Regions from separate parts of the Mus musculus genome. Here region 2 is linked to region 1. A link is a contact called in public Hi-C data. All regions are on one chromosome and are shown on one strand. Each heading gives the region's core, a stretch centred on a gene start, on an enhancer-like site or on the middle of the called end of the contact. The rest is flanking DNA. Distances are from core to core; before and after follow the strand shown.

What was found. A called contact is a pair of places that touch in the nucleus more often than the background predicts.
Region 2: a Hi-C map of liver shows a contact between it and region 1, with 2.9 times the contacts expected there. The contact joins two enhancer-like sites. A contact is called at or near these places in 3 of 15 datasets of contacts at CTCF or cohesin (the NIH/3T3 cell line, large pre-B cells and pro-B cells), 7 of 484 Hi-C or Micro-C datasets (the G1E-ER4 cell line, embryonic stem cells, granulocyte-monocyte progenitors and 3 more) and 9 of 115 datasets of contacts at active chromatin or transcription factors (the HPC-7 cell line, a beta-TC-6 cell line, bone marrow-derived macrophages and 2 more).

The regions. Positions count from the first base shown.
Region 1 is chr4:150,345,486-150,348,185 of GRCm38.p6, forward strand. The region is part of intron 1 of Rere (arginine glutamic acid dipeptide (RE) repeats); the gene reads left to right. Among named protein-coding and RNA genes, the nearest start is that of Rere, 65 kb to the left of the region's middle. Within about 2 kb of position 1,371, at least 45 of the 459 cell types and tissues checked have an H3K27ac peak or open chromatin away from gene starts, as enhancers often do. A contact at or near this core is called in liver, where this site is marked.
Region 2 is chr4:150,535,871-150,538,570 of GRCm38.p6, forward strand. The region is part of intron 11 of Rere (arginine glutamic acid dipeptide (RE) repeats); the gene reads left to right. Among named protein-coding and RNA genes, the nearest start is that of Gm52709, 70 kb to the left of the region's middle. Within about 2 kb of position 1,446, at least 12 of the 459 cell types and tissues checked have an H3K27ac peak or open chromatin away from gene starts, as enhancers often do. A contact at or near this core is called in liver, where this site is marked.

The DNA.
Region 1 (2,700 bases), core at 121-2,620:
ATCTTCAGCCACTCCAGAAGAGGGCATCAGATTTGAAATAATATTTTTTCCCATTTTTTTTAATTTAAATTTTATTTTTTAAAGATTTGTTTGTTTTGCCGGGCGGTGGTGGCACACGCCTTTAATCTCAGCACTTGGGAGGCAGAGGCAGGCGGATCTCTGAGTTCGAGGCCACCCTGGTCTACAAAGTGAGTTCCAGGACAGCCAGGGCTACACAGAGAAACCCTGTCTTGAAGAACAAACAAACAAACAAAAAGATTTGTTTTATTTATATGACCACACTGTAGCTGTCTTCAGACACACCAGAAGAGGGCATCAGATCCCATTACAGATGTTTGTGAGCCACCATGTGGTTCCTGGGAATTGAACTCAGGACCAGGAAGAATAAATAGTCAGTGCTCTTTAACTACTGACCCATCACTTCAGCCCAGTAATAATTTTTAAAGAAGAAAAAGAAAACACTGGACTTGTCATTGAATCTCTTGAAAAGCCTAAGGTGAAGAGTCCTATTGAGTCTGTTACACTGTCAGGTCTTCCTGTGAGTCCACATCATTTCATCTCCAGTATTAGGATGTAGTGGAGATGGAGCTCATAAACACAGCATCCTCTAAGTGTCCGTCTGGAGAAGGCTGACGGGTGTGTCAGTGCTGGCTATAGGAGTATCCAGTCTCAATTCTGTCATTGTGGGAAAGCAGGCTTGTGTAGATAGGTTCATGTGTACAGCTTTACTTTACAAACCCAGGCCGTCGTCATTGCTGACCTGTAGCGCTCGCAGGCGTTTTGTCTTTCACACTCCCTCCCTCCCTCAGCTCATCTACTGCATTGCAGTGGAACCTCAGATTACTTTTTTTGTTTGTTTTTTGTTTTGTTAATCTTTTGAGATGGGGCTTCTCTGTATAGCCTTAGCTGTCTTGGAACTTGCTTTGTAGACCAGGTTGGCCTCAAACTGAGAACCCAGAGATCCACCTGCCTCTTCCTCCTCAGTACTGGGATTAAAGATTACCCACTTTCAAGATTACTTTTATTAGGTGATTTTCAAAAGTAAAAATGGACATTTAGGTATGAAGCATTAGTTTGGTTTCCTATTTCAATTTTTTTTTTTTGGAGTATTGAATATAAAGGTCTGGGCCCCTCAATGATTTCCCCATATTCACCTGAAAGATTTCTTTTGTGCACTGGCAAGAATTAGGATAGCTGTTCAGAAACAATAACACTGTCAGGAGCAGTGATGGTTCTCTTTAAATCTTTTTTTCTTTCTTTTTAGGAGGACGACAAATGTAGATTAAAACAAGCCCTGGTCACTCACTGTGACAAGCAAGGCCCCACCCACCCAGTACTGCCAGTGGTGCACATTAATGAATAACATTAATGAATAACTTTTGATTAGCTCTTCAGTATCAGGAATTGCAGCTTGTTTACTTCCTGTCCTTACCGTGTTGCTTATTGCGTGCTCAGGAAAAGTGGGCCTTGGAGTGTGTGCTTTGACACAGGTCTTAGTGGCCATGGCTTCTCATTAGCTCCTCAGGATCCCTTTGGAATCCTGGTTGCCTGGCAGGAGGAGAGGCAGGAGCTGTGAGGAGCTGCCTGGGCTGATGAGAGCTGGGGAAGGGGGAGGGGGAGAGGGAGGAAGGGGGGCTGGTTCCCTGGTGGGAGCGGTGGCTCTTTTGGCTGAGCTTGTGCTCCTGGCTCTGGGAGCTAATTAGTATATGCTCCAAGTGGTCTTTGTTTTATGGATAGCTTCAGTTTGAATTCTTTTAAAACTTTTTAAAAGAAATGCAAATTAGAAAATTCTGTTTTGGGTACAGTCCTTTCTCTTTTGGCAAGTATTTTTGACCTTTAATAATAGTAATTGAAATATTATAGGCTTTAATAACAACTACTACTAATCCACTAAAAAGGTCAGCCTACAATATTAGAATACTGAGCACTTGTGTAATTAGAAGAGTTTTATAATTAGTGTTTAATTATTTCAAGGCTAAGAACAGTATCAGAAGGAGACTCTAGAGGGCAGTGCAGCTCAGCGTATTCGTCCTCTTGCCTCTTAAGTTTTCATTTGGAAAAACAATCCAGGTATTTGCTTTGGGATCTTCCCACATGGTTTTCCAGGTTTTTGGAAATGTAAGTTTTGGAAAGAAGTGATCTGGTTTGTCTTAAAAAGTTTGTTAGATAATACATCATAATGATTTGACCTTAGAGAATGACTTTGCCTGGTATAAACACACTGCCATATAAAAGCTGGGATTTTTATTGACTCGCTCAGTTGAACTGAATTTGCTTTTTGGGCATTTGTGGAACAAATGCAAAAGGAAGGGAATAGCTGGTGTTTGCAAGCCTTTCTTAGGTAGGAACTAGGCATACCCTCTGCTAGAAACTGACATTTTCAACAACTGAGTGGAAATTGTAAATGCCCAATGGATTGATGTCTTCCAGTGCCAAATGTTCCAGAGTTCCTTAGGTATTATGTGCACTACATTCAGCAGTATTTCAAAGGTATTAAACCAATCACTTCCTCTTTAATTTATTTACCTTTAGGGGTTAAACTAATGGTCTCATATATTGGCATAGGCAGGTCTTGGACTTAGAATTCTTTTTTCCTTAGCCTCCTGTATACCTGCAATTACATGTATGTGCCAATAGGCCTGATCTTTCCCTCAGAGTCTTAAAGGTGTGTGGTGTGTATATTCCAGGGAATTCTAGTCC
Region 2 (2,700 bases), core at 196-2,695, 190 kb after region 1:
GTTTATAGCAGGCCTACTGTGTACTATGTACTAGGTCCTATGCTAGGAGCACTGTTAAGAGCATGATATTTCTTAGAGTCCTAAGAGGGAAACCCTCTTAGCTCAGTATGTGCTAGTGGTGGGAAGTGCCCAGAAGACAAGGGTGGTATAAGGTAGGAGCAGCTGGGCAGATGGGCTCTGCCTTAAAGAATCAAGGACAGGAAGACCTTGGGGAGTAAGAAGGGGAGAAAAGAAGTCTAGGCACTTAGGTGGAAACTGTGAATGCTATGTGCAAGAATTAAATAGAGAGGGTAGTGGCTGAGGCATAGTGAAGAGAGAGCAGAAGGGAGGAGGGGGAGGAGGTGGCCCCCAGGGGTAGGACAATTGTCTCCAAGTGGGGAACTGTGGTTGAAATGTTGTCATTTGCTCCACAAATACATTTTTCTGGTTAGTGGGCATTAGGGTCAGGTTCTTGTGTAAGGAAGGCAGAGCCACGGGAATTACATGTTCAGGTGATGGATGGCTAAAGCAAAAACCCCAAAACCTGAGCTGTTTTGAGAGGCCATGCTGACACACTTTCACCATAAGCCTGTTTTTATAGGAAGGAGCTAGAATTCCAGTTGGTACGATTTTCAGTTCTGCAAAAGCCTTTGGGCTGGAGAGATGGCTCAGTGGTTAAGAGCACTGACTGCTCTTCCAGAGGTCCTGAGTTCAAATCCCAGCAACCACATGGTGGCTCACAACCATCTGTAATGGGATCCGATGTCCTCTTCTGTTGTGTCTGAAAACAGCTACAGTGTACTCATATACATAAAATAAGTACACACACACACACACACACACACACACATACACACACACACACATATATATATATATAAAATAAAATCTTTAAGGAGCAAAAAGGACGGAGCGGCTGTGTAACTAGACTGTCTGAAATGTCCCTCTCCCTTGGCCTGTCACAGGGCATCATGCCTGTGCAAGTATAGTAATGACTGCATGTATCCATTCCTGCAGCCTGAACTGCATCTCTCCTGAGTGTCTCTCCTCATCTGTAGGCCATGGTTCCCTCACCTTCTCCTGCCTCCTCTGGTTGCTGCTTCCCCCACCCACCCACCCCCATCCCCCCTTCTTGCTCCACCTCCCACTGCTCCAGCCCTGACTCCACTGTCCTTTCTGGCATAACCTCTCATTCCCTCTGGAATGTTTAGAGTACACAGCAGAGTCCTCTCCTGCTTTTCTAAAAGAAAGATGAGTTCCTTTTCTGTAGCTCTTCTCATGCCAGCCCTGCTGCTGCAGGAGGGTGGGGGATGAGGAGCCTTGGGCATCTGAAAGAATCCAGCTTCATTTTGAAAAACAAAACAGGGATCCAAAGTGGCAAACATTCCAAGTGTAGAATAATGATTCTTAACCGTGGAAGCACACATTGATTTGGGCTCATTTTTACCATGTTTGCTTCTTGTTTGAGAAATAGTTTGGCAGCCACCCAGCCTTGCAGAGCTTAAGGGATCTAATGGTTCCCTTGTTTGTGAAAGCTAAGCTTTGCTTTCTGAAACCTCAAACCTGGAAGGTGAGTGAGAGGACATGATGGCTGATTGATAGGCTGGAGGGAGCTTCCGATTCACCTGTATCGAGTCTGAATAGCTAGCAGTGGCAACAGGGCAGCCCCGCTTTCCCTTAGCCTGCACTTGGCTATGAGAGCATCCGCTGTGTTAACGGGGCCCCTTCTGTTGAGTTCACCACATTTTCTCTGGTGATTTCTCCCTGGAAGTAACAGGAATAAGCTACACAAACGTCGCTAAGCTGAAATAGCTGCATATGCCTAACTCCCTTTGATTTCCCTTCTTGGTGTTCCATATACTTGGAACATTCTGGTCATTTTACTTTGCTGTCTTCAGCGTGTTAATTTGATCATAAACTCAGTATCTATCTGATGTACCTAAGTGACTTCCACAAAATGGGTTTTAAATGCTGAGATCAGAGTTCCTCTTCTGGGCTAGAAAGGTGACCTGCATTTCCTTACTTTGCCAAGCAACTGTTCCATGAAGAATCCAGCTTCTGTCCCATTGGTTCTCAACCTGTGTGATCTGGAGGTTGCATATCAGATATCCTATATATCAGATATTTACACTATGATTCATAACTGGCAAAATTACAGTTATGAAGTAGCAATGAAATAATTTTATGGTTGGGAGTCACCACAACCTGAGAAAGTATATTAAAGGGTCGCAGCGTTAGGAAGGGTGAGGACCACTAGTGTAGACCCTCACTGTACCTTAAAGCTGAGCTCAGTCCTCTGCCTGCTCTGGAACCATTGTCCCTTTCTGACCTATACCTTCTTTGCTCCTCTTTTTTCTTTCTCTTTTGTTTGTCCCCTTGAGACAGGTCTTATGTCCCAGGCTCTCAAGTCTCACGTGGAGCTGAGGTTGACCCTGAACTCCTTATCCTCCTGCCTCTACCTTCCAGGTGCCGGGATTGCAGACATGTGCTCTTTTTCATTGTTTTTATATTTAGATTTGTTGTTGTTTTGAATAAAACTTAAACACAAGCGAGGACCTCAGAGTGGCTTCAGACTGCCCTGGAGCTGGAGTCAGTGTGGATGTTGGGAGGTGATGACTCGTCTTCTATGGGAGCAGCAAGTGTCCATCCCGCAGGCTCTCTCCAGCCCTATCCATCTCCAGACCGAGTTGACTGTAGTCCTACTTTTTTTTTTTTTTAAAG